Regions from separate parts of the Gossypium arboreum genome. Here all the other regions are linked to region 2. A link is a contact called in public Hi-C data. All regions are on one chromosome and are shown on one strand. The core of a region is the stretch at or near the end of the contact, and the rest is flanking DNA. Distances in the headings are between cores, read along the strand shown.

Region 1 (4,396 bases), core at 1,810-4,309, 140 kb before region 2:
AAAATAACATCATTCGCTCACACGAGGGTTTGAATAAAAGACCCTAAGGCAAGCTAACAGCTTACCACTTGAACCAGCATGCTAATTCTGATATAAGTTTATCGAAAATATAACATAAACCCACCAAAAAGGGATGAGGCTAGGATCAAAAAATAGAAGAATTTCCAACTATGGGACTTGAACCCAAGACCTCAAACACACAATCAGAACACTCAACATTGAAGTAGATACTTATTTATGACCAAATTCACAAAAACTTATTATATAATTCAGGGTGTTACAAGTTTGCTCCGCTCCTCCTTCTCTGCTTGTTCTGCTGAACTGAGGCTTCTACAAACACTTAAATACTGTTACCCGAGGTGGTTGAAGGGCTCTTTTCCAATAGAGAAATCGGCAAGGAAGGGACAAGAAAGAAAAATGGAAAACAAATGAGAGGAGTGAGTGAAAGTGAAAGAGAAGTATGAAATTAGAGGTGTGTTGAGTTAATAGGCGAAAAAGGGTATTTATAGGTGGAAGTGGCTACTAAAAATAAAAAATATTTAGCAGCCATTCACTTCCCTTGGCTGGCCACATATGGAGCAAAGTTTGAATGTTTCAAACTCTGCTAAATTTAGCTTGGGCAAATCTTCAAAGGCATAAAAAGTAAATGGGTTTGAATAGGATTTTGAGGAAACTTGGGGGTTATTTTGCAATTAATTTAATCAGCTAAATAAGCTGATTGGGTCAGGTTATTGGGTCGGTTTTGGGCTGCAAACTTTCTTATTAGATCTGTCTTTAATGCTTAGCACATTGGGCCATTTTCTCTTTCAGGCTTTATATTAATTTTTAACCCAATTTAACTTGCATAAAAATTAAATATAAAGTATATAAAATGATCATAATTTGAATCGACCTTGGCTGGAAAAATATTTAATATTTTCCTTGGTTCGCTTGATGCAAAAATTCCCCAACGGTTCAAGCCTTTCAAGGTGTCTGCCGAGCTAATTTTCACATTTTGTGCAAAACTATTGAAAATAAAATAAATTTGTGAAAATTTATTATAAAAATCATTAAAATTCAATATGTTAATGATTTAAGTGCAAATTAATTATTTTATAATTAAAGTGTGAGTTTTGACAAAATTTACTACGAAACTACATGAATTAGAGCTCAAAAGGTACTGAAAAAGTCTATATATTTTTGTGTTTCCACATATCCATATTCCTTAAAGAAACCCCAAGCTTCAATCCAATAAGATAATGGAAGAAATCATTCTATTGATTTCTTTATCCCTAATCACACTGGTTTCAAAGATAGCAACAACATCTAGATTAGACCTAATCATGGGCTAGGCTACCGTCCAAGCTTGAAGGCTCACCCAAAAAGAGGAAGGGTTTAAGCAAAAATATAGGCTCGAAAAATGGGCTTGAATAAAAAGTAAGAAAACGGATCGAGCCTACGGTAATATTTTTTTTGGCCCAAGCCCGACTTAGCTCGAATATGCCTAATTTTTTTTCCTGCTGCTGTTTTGTTGTCATTTTGCTATTATATTGATACTATTTTGTTGTTATTGTTTAAATATTGTATAGCTCTTATTTTATTGTTAGTTTTAATACTATTTTAGAGTCGTGTGCTTGCTAAGTTGCAACTATCTTAGTGTTATTTAAATATAAAAACTTTTTTAATGTATTTTTAATTTGTTGGGAAACATTTATGTTAATATTTTTTAGTGCATTTGAAGTATTATATTTTTTAGATTTGTTTTTATATAAAAAAAAATTAATATGGGTAGGTCAAGTCGAGCTCGGGTTTAGCATTTTTTTGTCTAGGGCCGGCTTGGGCAAAATTTTAAGCACATTTTTCAGGTCGAATCGAATCTAAAAAAAGGGCTAAAATTTGGCATTAGCCCAGCCTATGATCAGGTCTAATCTATATCATGCTGTTTACAATATTCTTTTATGTAGTGTTTGGAACTAGTATTTCAGAATTTGTATTTGAATTTCAAAAACAATGTAAATTGAGTAGTGAATTATTTAGGAACATAATATTCATGATCATTTCTCAAAATTTAAAGATTTGTTAGAAGTCTATTTAGTAATGAATTTAAAATCTTTAACAATATTTTTCAATTTGACAAATATATATATCAACTAATTCATTCACTTCGTTCTTACCATTTACATAATAATTGAAATCATTTAAATTTCTAAACTACGAAATTCAGGATTGCCACAGCCTTGAAAATTGCACATCAATGTTGTTAAATAAAAAACCCTAAACCCTAATATGAAAAGAAAAGAGATGGAAATAGACACATGGCAACCCTTCCACCTCTTTTGCTAACACCATCTTAGCACTCATGGTAACCATGGCCTCCTTAGGATTTGTAAGGTTGGTCACCACTGTTTCCATTGTCTCTAAAGTAGGTACAAGTGCATTGGCGCCTGATGGCTTCATTTTCCATGGTATGGTAAGCTTATCTAGTGAAGGCAAAGTAGAAATTCCCTCAATTTCCTTCTGCATATCTTCCATAATATCATCAGGTCAACTAGTGTTTTCGTCAACCCCAACTGCAAAGTGCTTTGATTGGTCCAGGGTGGTTGTAGCTGTACATTTTATTTTGAATACCACAGTGAGCATTTCAAAATACAATCTAACGTGGATATACAGTATAATTTCTATTTTTTTTAATACTTTAAATTTAATAATAATGTCAATTTAATAATGTAATTAACACTAAAGATTTTAGTCTGTTTAAAAGGTTCAATAAACTCATGCTTCTTCTTTTTTTCTATTTTAAACTAAAATTATAAATTTGTTAATGATATTACTTAATGGGCCAATATTAAGGCCCACGTTGTTTTGCTTGCCCAACCATAACCATCCCAACCTATTCCTTGGTTTCCTTTACCTTTCAAATCTGCCCAACCATAGTTTTTTTCTATTTAGTCGTGTCCGTCACGTTGGGCTTTACCCTTTATTGTAATTTACCAAAATGAGTTTTTTTTTTTTTACTTTTTATTTGTAAATGATATTACTTAATGGGCCAATATTAAGGCCCACGTTATTTTGCTTGCCCAACCATAACCATCCCAACCAAATCCACGCACCACCTATTCCTTGGTTTCCTTTACCTTTCAAATCTGCAGCATTTCCTTTCTGTTTTCTCTTCTCTGTATTCAGGTTAAGATAAAAAAAAACCCCATCGGTGCTTTGGGATTTTCGGGTCAGCTTCCGCTCTATCGCTTTTTTTTTTTTTTAGTTCTTTATTATGTGTTACTTTAAAAAGGAAAGAAATTGCTTGGTCAAGTTGAAAAGTGTGAGAGAAAGATTGCTGTTTAGCAAAACTTGGAGGAACCACTTATCTGTTTTAAGACTTTGGGTTGATTTTATATGAATTTAATTTGTTTTCAGTGGTATGAGAAATGGGTTCTTCTTGGATAGTTGATTGCTGGTTACTATTGTTATGATTTGTTACAAATATTCGTTTGATTTAATGATTGTTTAAAGGATGAAGTATGAACAATGCCTGTTTTTGTTGCTATGAACTTTTTGCTTGAAATCAGTATTATTTGTGTTTGAATTTTGATGCCTTATTTGCATTTTCTGTTTAATAATCTAAACATCACTTGTTGTTACCAAACTGCTTAGCCTTTTGTTTCCAGAACCAAAAAGCACCAAGTTATCTGTTGATATCAAAGCAAGTTGTATTGTTTTGAATAATAAAAAATTGAAACTATATATATCTTTTAGAAAATGAATTGCATGATTTTACTTCATAAGGAACAATGGAATTACTGTTGCGTTTTAATTGGTTATATATTTTTTATTTGGAGAAGGGGATTAAAATCTTGTTCTTTCTGTAGGGATCATGCTGTGACTCAGCAATGAAATTTCAAAAATAAATCAACATGATGTGCTAGATAATTTGTTTTTTCTTCCTGTTTGTTAATTTATAATCATGTATCAGGCAATAGAAGATTCCTCAAATTACTGTAATATAATATTGGGATTTTTTTGGATATTTCCTTCTTCTTTTTTCAGGTTTTGTTGCTTTCCATCGCCTTTCCAAAGAACCATATAGGCTAATAGAGTTAATTTCTAAGGGAGCATGTTTTTGTACTCCTTTTTTCCCCATTTCCAAGTGGAGTTTTGGAAGATAGTAGACTAATATCTTGGTGAATTTCAGCTTGGACGGTATTAACACATTGGACCAATTTTCTGCTTTGAGATGGCTGGACTATTTGCTTATGGCAGCCTTGCACCAAAGACTAAGAATATGGTAGTCGCGGGGGGTTTGACAGCATTTGTATTTGGTGTATATTTCTATACTATGAGAGCTGTTGGAGGTACAGATGAGCTTCAGGTGGCTATAGATAAGTTCGAGGAGCTGAAAAAGCAAGAGGGGAAGTGAAGC
Region 2 (4,349 bases), core at 296-2,795:
TTCACTATACATATATATAGACATATATATATATTAAAATAATGTTGCTTCAATTTTTTTTTCCTTTTTGAAGTAACCATGCTCCGTAGATATTCAGATATCAGTATGGAATATGACCTCGAAGACCCTGTTAATGTCAGCCAAACTTAAAAAAAGTTTTTGAATATATATATTTATTCTTAGCTCAATTGGCATGGGTATTGTTGTTTATGCAAGAGGACATAAGTTTAAGTATACTGAAGCGCATTATTTTCTTATTATTTATGAGTTGGGAAAGAGTTATGAATAATTTTAGATATTATATCAAATAAAACATATATGATCAGATCCTATAAAGATAAAATCTCGACAGTTTCTTAATTAGGGTTAAGAGAGATTATAGGTGTTAGATCAAAATTAGGACAATCTCAATATACATTAGAATTGTTACTTGAACAAGACACCCTCTAGGACAATATATCTTCTTATATTTTCAGATTGCAACTTTTATTTTTTTTATTTTTTGTAAAAAATAAATTGGAAATGATCTTAGCAACGATTTTTGGACGATCAAATGCATACTTTCTGATCAGGGTTTATGTACTTTCTTTTTGGTATTAAGGGTCTATGCTGTTCTTTAGTTACAAATTTACTATCTATATCTACACTTACTGTATAAATATCTCCTGAGTTGACGTCACCAATTAAATAAGTGAAAAAAAATTAATTTACCTTTTTTTTTTTTTAATGATAATTAATATCATACCTAGTGTCGCATGATTTAGTATAAATATTACATAATGGATTTCAGGTAGGCAAGATTGGATTGGAATTTCTTACACAAGCCATAAGGCTCAAACCATTGACTTAACTTAGCTTATTGGATCAAATCAAGTAAAGATATAGGCCCACTAAGCAAAGCACTTAGTGGACAAATGTGCAAAAGAAAACTGCTGAGTCTGCAGATTTTGAACATTTCTTACTCAAATCAAAACTGCATGAAAATCAGGGGCATTTTAACTAACACCCTTGTATGCAAACTTGCCGAGCTGATCTCAACAAGTTTTCAAAATCAATTCAATTTGGGTAGAATTGTCAACACCATTCCTATCTATTCTATGAGCAACATTGTTCACAGCAAAAACAGACAATCGATACTAAAACAGGTGATAATTCATGAGAAATGTTTGAATTGATCCGAGCAATGTAGAAGCATTCGGATTACATGCAGAAAAGGAAAAAAGAAAGAGAGAAAAAGGTTTACCTTGTGTGAGAGTTCTTAGGATCTTGCATGAACAAAGCAAGGTGAAGAGCGATGAATGAAAGAGGTGAGCAAAGATGAGAAAACAGGGAATTTTCATCTGTGTGTTGAAAGAGAAAGAGAAAGAGAAAGAGGTGAAAAATACAAAAAAATAAAATAAAGGCTTTTTGGCCTTCAAGTTGAAGGGATGAGTCTGAAAGGCATGGGAGAGTTGGCAATGTGATGTGCCCTTCTTTTCTTTTCTTTATTACGAACACTCTTTGCTTTTCATTTGGCAGCCATGATTTCAACTGATTTCTTTCTCTTTTTCTTAAGAGAGAGAATCTCAATTTTTAAAGGCAAAGTTTCATTGTGACTACTTTTTAATGCAATTACTCTATTACCCCTTCATGTCACTTTACAACCTTGTAAAATTTGTGCTCCCTGTATTTTTAATATTTTTCGTCAAAATTTGTCAAATTAACATTATGACAATAGATGTATTGACAAAAATAAATATATTAAATTAACAAATTTGACAGAAATTACTAATATATATAATGATTGAATTAAAAATTCTAAATTAGAACAGTAGGATGATTGAATTTTTTAACCTTTAAAGTATAAGGACTAAATCTGAAATCCTGCATAAGTACAAGGACTAATATGACATTTTGACCCACGTCATATCAAGTTAAAGTTTGGATTGTGATCGAATTTTAAGACGAACATTGTATATTTACGTATAAAGGAGCTCTTAATTTTAAATTCTTTATGATTACATGTGTTCTAATTTATAATATTGAAATATTATTCTTTTGATCCTTTACATTTGAAAACATTTTACGATCTAAAGTCAGTAAATGGTATACTTTAATCATTTTTAACCTTTTAACAAAATGGAATACTTATATTTTGATCCTCTCAAAAATTAATAATTTAATTTAAACTATTTTCATATAACTTTTTTTTAATTTTATCGGATCACAGATAAAACAATTTCATATTAATCCAAAAGTGGGTTGTAAAGTAAATCATAATTATAAAGGAAGGGAGCATTCAGTATAATCATGTTTTGATGCAAAGGTTAGTATAATTACAGCAAGTGAGATTGTTTTAGTTGAAGACATGCATGCATGGCCTTTGTTACCAGAAAACATAAATCAACTCTTTTTGGTTAGGTTTCATATTTCAACCTAACTATGAATTTTAGCAAATTGAGATCAACTATTTTCCAAGTTGAAGACCAATAATTTTGTTGTTTCCTTTCCATATTTCTTGTACATAAACAATGATTAAATATCCCAATTTTATTATTTTAAGTTCTAATTAACCGACCTACTATTAATATTATAAAAATAAAAAATCAAATTTGAATATAATAAAAATAATTAAAATGGATATTTATAGACAAAATAATAAATCATGAATTAGACTTTTATTATTATTTATTTATCATGTTCACTCTATGATTTATTTTTGAGATTCATAAGTACTATTTTCAACTACATTATCCCTCAAATTTAAACATGTATTTTTCCTTACTACTGCTTTTATAGTGTTGGTATGAATTTGACTTTGTAGCCTTTTCATAGCAGTCTTTAATGGAGTATATATTGTAATATTGTAAAAGTATGAGCTTTAAAATTGAGATAAATTTTTATATGCCTAAAATCCACCAAAATGGTGGGCTTTGTTCTTTTTTGGTAAGTAGTATATAGGTATTATATTATTAATTATACTTTGTGAATAAGATATAGATTAATGTTAGAATGGACGGCCATGGCATCATGATTCAAATGTGGGTGGTGTTATATCAGAAACTCCAAAAGCTGCTGCAAAAGGGAGACATTATGATTGGGGATGTCTGGATTAATTACACATTCTCTTTCTACATCTTTCTTTATCAAACTCCATTAATTTATCTATCATTTTCTCATGCAAAATTGATCTATTATGTTCCAAAGAAGAATAATGTAATAGATTAATGTTGAAGTCAAAATTTGATGTGGAGGTGGCCATAAAATTATAAAATTTTAATATTAAAGTTTTGATTAAATCAAGGCACAAAGGAGAGCTTTACATGATGGAGTGGAGTGGAGTAGTTACTGGTTTCAATTATATATATTTCCATTATCACATTGAGTTGATACCCATAAAAGAGAAATGGAAAGCATTTTTCATTTATGTGTAGAGGGGGATATGATATGATATGATCTTTCCATAAGACTGACAAAATTTCTTTTTTACAGGGTCAAAAGATTCAACTCTCACTCATCTTTTGCTTTTCTTTTTTCTACAATATTTGTAGACCCGCCTTTCAAATCGTTTTCTACTAAGACCACCCCCACCATGGAAGAAAAAAGTTAGTAGTCTTGGGAAGCTTTACTGAGCTTAATAAAGTGAAAATGTCAATCTAATATTATTATTTGTTAACAAAAATTAGATATTATTGATAAATCTTACACCCTTCTAAGTTTTTCATTCTTCAGATTTATAGATGATAATATTCCGACTCTTCATTTTTAATACATACTCGGACATGGTTAGGTTTACAATAATTTTCAACTACAGTGAGTAATTGAGCTCATTTGCTACAGCCATTAAACAGATTGAAGCAAATAAGAGGAACTGACTTCAGTCATTTAATCAGATCAAAGTTCATTGCAAATTTGAGATGGAGAGGTAGCTCACAGTGTCAACAAACCATGATCACTAAACTGTAGATTAGAATTTTGACCCCATGAACACTGTTGGTTGAAGCTAGTTTATCAGAAACTACAACTTAGTGGATCCATAAAATCAAGGAGTTCTAGTTACAGTGCCTATTGAGTGCTCTTAGTGATTGGTTAGCAAAAAGAGTGTTGAGCCTACTAAGCTTAGTGAACCATCAGAATTCCAAAAATGAAGTCATTGGCTATTATCAGGCTCACCTGACTGTTTCCTGCTCCAACCACCTGAACCAGCTTTACGTTCCCCTCGCTTTCGTTTGCTCTTAGGGAAACAGATGTCTGCAGCTAGGCATTGTCTCAGAGTTGTTTGCTCCTGAGACACCACGTTTTTGGTTGCATGATTAGGTTCTGATGTCAGAATGCGGGAAGGATTGGTGCTCTCTACTTCTTCGACTTTC
Region 3 (4,671 bases), core at 2,056-4,555, 150 kb after region 2:
TTGCATATTTCTACTCAATTTCTCATTTTGTATTAGTAGCTCCTAGTGAAGCAACTGTTGTTGCTCGAACCTAGCTACTCTGCTGAGTCACTTATTCTTTCATTAGTCGTAGTTGCTCCTATAAACCAAATAATTGTTGCGGCGATGCTTCCTGATTAGAGGGAAAGGATAGCCCCTGACCAGCAGGAACATTGAGATCAAAAGAATTAAAGGTACCTCATTGGCCTGAGTTACCTAAGTTTTCTGGTTGATCTGCAAACCAGTCAGTGAAAAGGTCCATCTCTCGAGGTTGATTGCCGGCATCAGACCTCTATCTTGATCTAATGGGAAGTTGCTATGGAAGTCCTCGTTAAGGTGAGTCACCTTTTTTTTTCTTTATGGTCGGAAGTCTTTCCACGCTCACCGCACCAAATTGTTGAGTGCTTTTGTGAGTCTATCTTTCATGGAGGCCAATTTCCTTATTTATTTGACATGGTTCCTAGGTGTGACTACTAAGTATGCCCCCATGCATACCAACACATATCTTATTCGAGGGTCAACATGTGCCCCCTAAGTATGGGTTCGCTTGCATGATGATGCGAACCCACCACGTGCGAACTCATATGGGTGAACTGTGCCACGTGCGAACTCATATAAGCAAACCGTACAAGCTGCAACTACTAAAGTAAATAAGATTGGGTCGGTCCTAGTCGGGTAGCGGGTCGGTAATGGCGAACACCCACAACAGAGGTTATTTATTATAGTTCTTGTTCTTTATTTCTTGATTTCTTTCATTCAAGTTCTCATTATCGTTCCCCAAGATAATATCATCATAACAAATGAGAGAAAATAAGATGCAAATTAGATCAATTAATATATATTTGACATTGAGGTGGGGATGATAGTCACACAGTTTAAACTTGTGTCAAATAGGTATCTAATAAGGATTTTAAAAATTATTTGAAATTTCAATCTCCTAAAATATATTAATGTTATATATGAAGGTTACGAAATGAAATTATCCTTCAATTTCATTTATTAACATTTGGATAACTTATTTTATTTTAAAGTTTTTCAATAAAATTTTAATTGATTATTGAAATATTGCTTTAATTTTATTCCACTAATCAAAGAGCATTGGTTATAAAAAAAGCAAAAGAAAAAAAAGGATGGGTTAAAATGATTTCAGCCTTTGTGGTTATAAAATTTCCCATATCCCATGTTTGAAAATAATTGAATAAATTAGACATGTTATATTAAATTTGAAGTTACAATTTAGTGTATTACAGCATTTCAATGTATTAATTAATAAATAATTTTTATTGGAATTTTGACACTCATATTTTAATTGTGAGATTTTTTTGTTTTCTTCTTTCTCCTTTTTTTTACAATAATTTTAAAAAGAATTTTACAAATTTTTGGATAAGATTTTACAATAATTTAGAAAATAACAATTTTACAATATTTTTAAGTAGTATAAAAAGACTTTTAAAACATAATAATGAATTACATACTTGAATATACCATTATTAAATAAAAATTAGTAAATACTCTTAGATAGTAGAAGTAAGAGTTGAATACTTTGTCAAAAATCTAAAATTTTAAATTATAAAATGAAATTTATTTCAAATCAATAACCCAAAAATATTAACAATAGAAATATTAAACATGTACTTTACAATTTTAATTATTTCAAAACAAATTTATAATTGAACACAATAAGTAGAGAAGAAAGTGAGTTATTGAATTGATGGTTAATCTAATTGAGATTGAAGAGAGGGAGTTTAGTTTTGCTATCATTTATGTGGTGTCACTTGAACATAAAAATAGTTTTTTTGGAATGTTCAAGAAATATTCATATTCACATTCATTTTATCCAAGTTATAGTCTGGTGATGGTTTTTGTTGGGCTCTATCTACTTCCAATGGTTGCTTTCAATAATCAGTTTTGTTAAGAGATTATCATGAGTTGTGGAGTATGGTGATTGGAAGGGATTTTTATGAGATGATGACCTGAGTTTTCATGAATTATGGATTGTTTCATATTGGAGGTTGATATGTTTGTATCAGATTTTTACCTTTTTGTCATGCTTCTATTTTCTGTTTATCAATGCTATCAAGTTTAGTGTTCTTTTTGTATTTTCAACTATTTCTTGACCAATTTTGATTTACTTATTTGCTCTTCAAGGATTACTATGTAATGTATGCTATCCCTATTCTTGATTTTTTTTTTTTGTTTAGTAAAAAATAAAAGACTGGGGTTATATTCCTAGTATCTTAGATATTTTAATTGGTTAATATATGATGTTAGTCTCTGAATTTTGTCAAAATTTGAGATTTAATCTATGTACTTAAAAATAAAAATTAGGTCTTCGTATTTTTTATTTAAAAGTCAGAGTCCAATCATTAAAATTTTAAATATTTTCTGTCAAAATTTATCAACTTAGAATTTTGATTAGATTGTCCTTATATGACATAACATATGATTGATTTTAAATAAACATGTTAAATTGATGAATTTTGACAAAAACTACAATAACGGTAATGATTAAATTAGGATTTTAAATTAAAAAAATATCAGGATTGAATTTTTAACTTTTAAAGTAGACACGCCAAATCTCAAATTATATATAAGTACAGGACTAACAAAATACTTTAACCTTTTCAATTTACGGATATGGCCATTATTGTGCTAATCCTACCCAGGACAAGCTCTTGGGTTTTGAGAATTACCAGAGGGCTCGGCCAGGCCCATCATTGTAGTCCAACAACATTGACCGTAGTTCAACTTTAAGTTAAATTTAGTTATTAGTCTCTCTACTTTATAAAAGTTATGGATTTAGTCTATATACTTTAATTTAGTTATTTTTAACCCTTTTACTTTTCAATTTTTAAAATTTCAAACCTCATCAAATGATAATTGTTAAATTCATTAAGTTATGCTATTTCTAAAATATGATGCGACAAACATATTATCATATGCGTAATGTCATGTCACTAATTATTTTCGCATATTATTCATTAAAAATATAATTAATGGATTAAAATTGTATTTTGCATAAAGATTGAAATTTTAAAATTCAAAAAGTATAAGGACTTAGAATGATTAAATTTGAGAATATGAACTAAATTTACAACTCTAAATGAGTAGTAATTGAATTTAACCAAATAAATTTAATTGCTACTTTTTGGAAAGGAGTAGATTTGGTCAATTTAAAACTACAAAATTAAAATTGATGAAATTAAATTTTAATGACTGAATCCATAACTTTCATAAATTACAGGGACTGTAATAGCATAATTTAACCTTCACTTTCTTTCACCTCTTCAACATTGTTTTGTTATTGTTACATACCAAATAAGAAAACGTGTACTGTTACTTGTTATAGTTTTGTCTTCTTTTTTCTATCTTAGTTCACATTGTTTTCCCCCAAAAGAAATCATTCATCAAAAGACAGAGGAAATAGATAAGACAGAGAGGGAAGATGCCCGAAACTAGAGTTGAGGTACCAGAAATGGTGATGTTGGAGATTCTGTCAAAGCTTCCAGTTAAATCCTTGACACGTTTCAGGTGCGTTTGTAAGCCTTGGTGTTCATCTTTTCAAACCCCTCACTTCATTACCAAACATCAGCAAAACAACCTCCACAACAACAACCTTAATCTCCTCCTCAAACGTTGTCAGGGTAACACCCATGATGACATCTACTATTTATCTCAACTTTCAACTGAGAAAAGCCAAAACTTTTCGGTACAACACAACATTCACTTACCCTTTTTCGAGGATTGTTGGTATGCCCCTGTGGTTTCAGGTCCTTGTAATGGATTATTGTGTTTACATGATGCTGATAAGGTTGCCCTTTGGAACCCATCAACTAGAGAGTTTAAAACTCTCCCTCAATCCACAGTCCAACGCCCTCCTTTAGTAGATTCCACTAGTTTTGGTTGCGTTGGTATTGGGTTTGATTCTCAAAGTGGTGACTACAAAGTGGTAAGATTTGTTACTAATTATTTTGAAGAGAATGAAGATGAAGGGTTAATGGGTGATTGGAACCACCAAGTTGAGTTATATTCACTTAAAAGCGATTCATGGAAGGAGATTTCAGTTCCCGGGGTTCAACCTTATGGATCTCCTTTGTTTAATAATTACGTAAATGGGTTTTATTATTGGCAGGCAATTGGGGACTCTGATTACCTTATTCTCTCATTTGATATGGTCAATGAAAAGTTTTCTACTTTACCATTGCCTGAATTTGGTGGGTCTTTAGCTAAATACTATTTGGAACTTTTGGACTTCAATGGACTGCTTGGTGCTATTGTTTACCCAAGGGAAGGGACTGACAAATCTTTTGATTTGTGGGTTATGAATGGATCATGGACTAAACAATTCAGAATTGACTCTCTTCATGGAGTTGAGAGGCCTTTGGGGTTTTGGAAAAATGGTGAATTGTTTCTCGAGAGCTCGGATCATGAACTCGTGTTGTTTGACCCCTCCACGCGAGAGCTTAAAAGTCTTGGTATCCATGCTTATCAGGAAACGATGCAGATTATTGCTTATGTTGAGAGCTTGGTTCCAATCAATGGAAGATCAGAGCGCGAGGAACTTATAATACGTCGGCCGGCTGGAGACGCATCGAATTGATATTGAATATGAAAATGGATGGGGACTACAACAAAAGAGGTAAGATTTCATGG

What was found. Hi-C and Micro-C count contacts between places; a contact is called where the count stands out from the background.
Region 1: a contact with region 2 is called in a Hi-C map of leaf, with 3 times the contacts expected there. The contact joins the promoter of LOC108489161 here to the promoter of LOC108488548 in region 2. A contact is called at or near these places in 2 of 5 Hi-C or Micro-C datasets (both in leaf).
Region 3: a Hi-C map of leaf shows a contact between it and region 2, with 5 times the contacts expected there. The contact joins the promoter of LOC108489126 here to the promoter of LOC108488548 in region 2. A contact is called at or near these places in 2 of 5 Hi-C or Micro-C datasets (both in leaf).

Annotation. Positions count from the first base shown.
Region 1 is chr10:35,400,234-35,404,629 of ASM2569848v2, forward strand. It overlaps LOC108489161, which reads left to right and starts at 3,060. Exons shown (of 2, transcript XM_017793486.2): 1 at 3,060-3,205; 2 at 4,169-4,396. The coding sequence starts at 4,211. The coding sequence ends at 4,393.
Region 2 is chr10:35,544,852-35,549,200 of ASM2569848v2, forward strand. LOC108488548 reads right to left here and starts at 1,546. Exons shown (of 2, transcript XM_017792829.2): 1 at 1,244-1,546. The coding sequence starts at 1,272. LOC108487264 reads right to left here. Exons shown (of 6, transcript XM_017791562.2): 6 at 3,832-4,349. The coding sequence ends at 4,130.
Region 3 is chr10:35,691,038-35,695,708 of ASM2569848v2, forward strand. LOC108489126 (F-box/kelch-repeat protein At3g06240-like) reads left to right here and starts at 3,306. Exons shown (of 3, transcript XR_008271960.1): 1 at 3,306-4,657.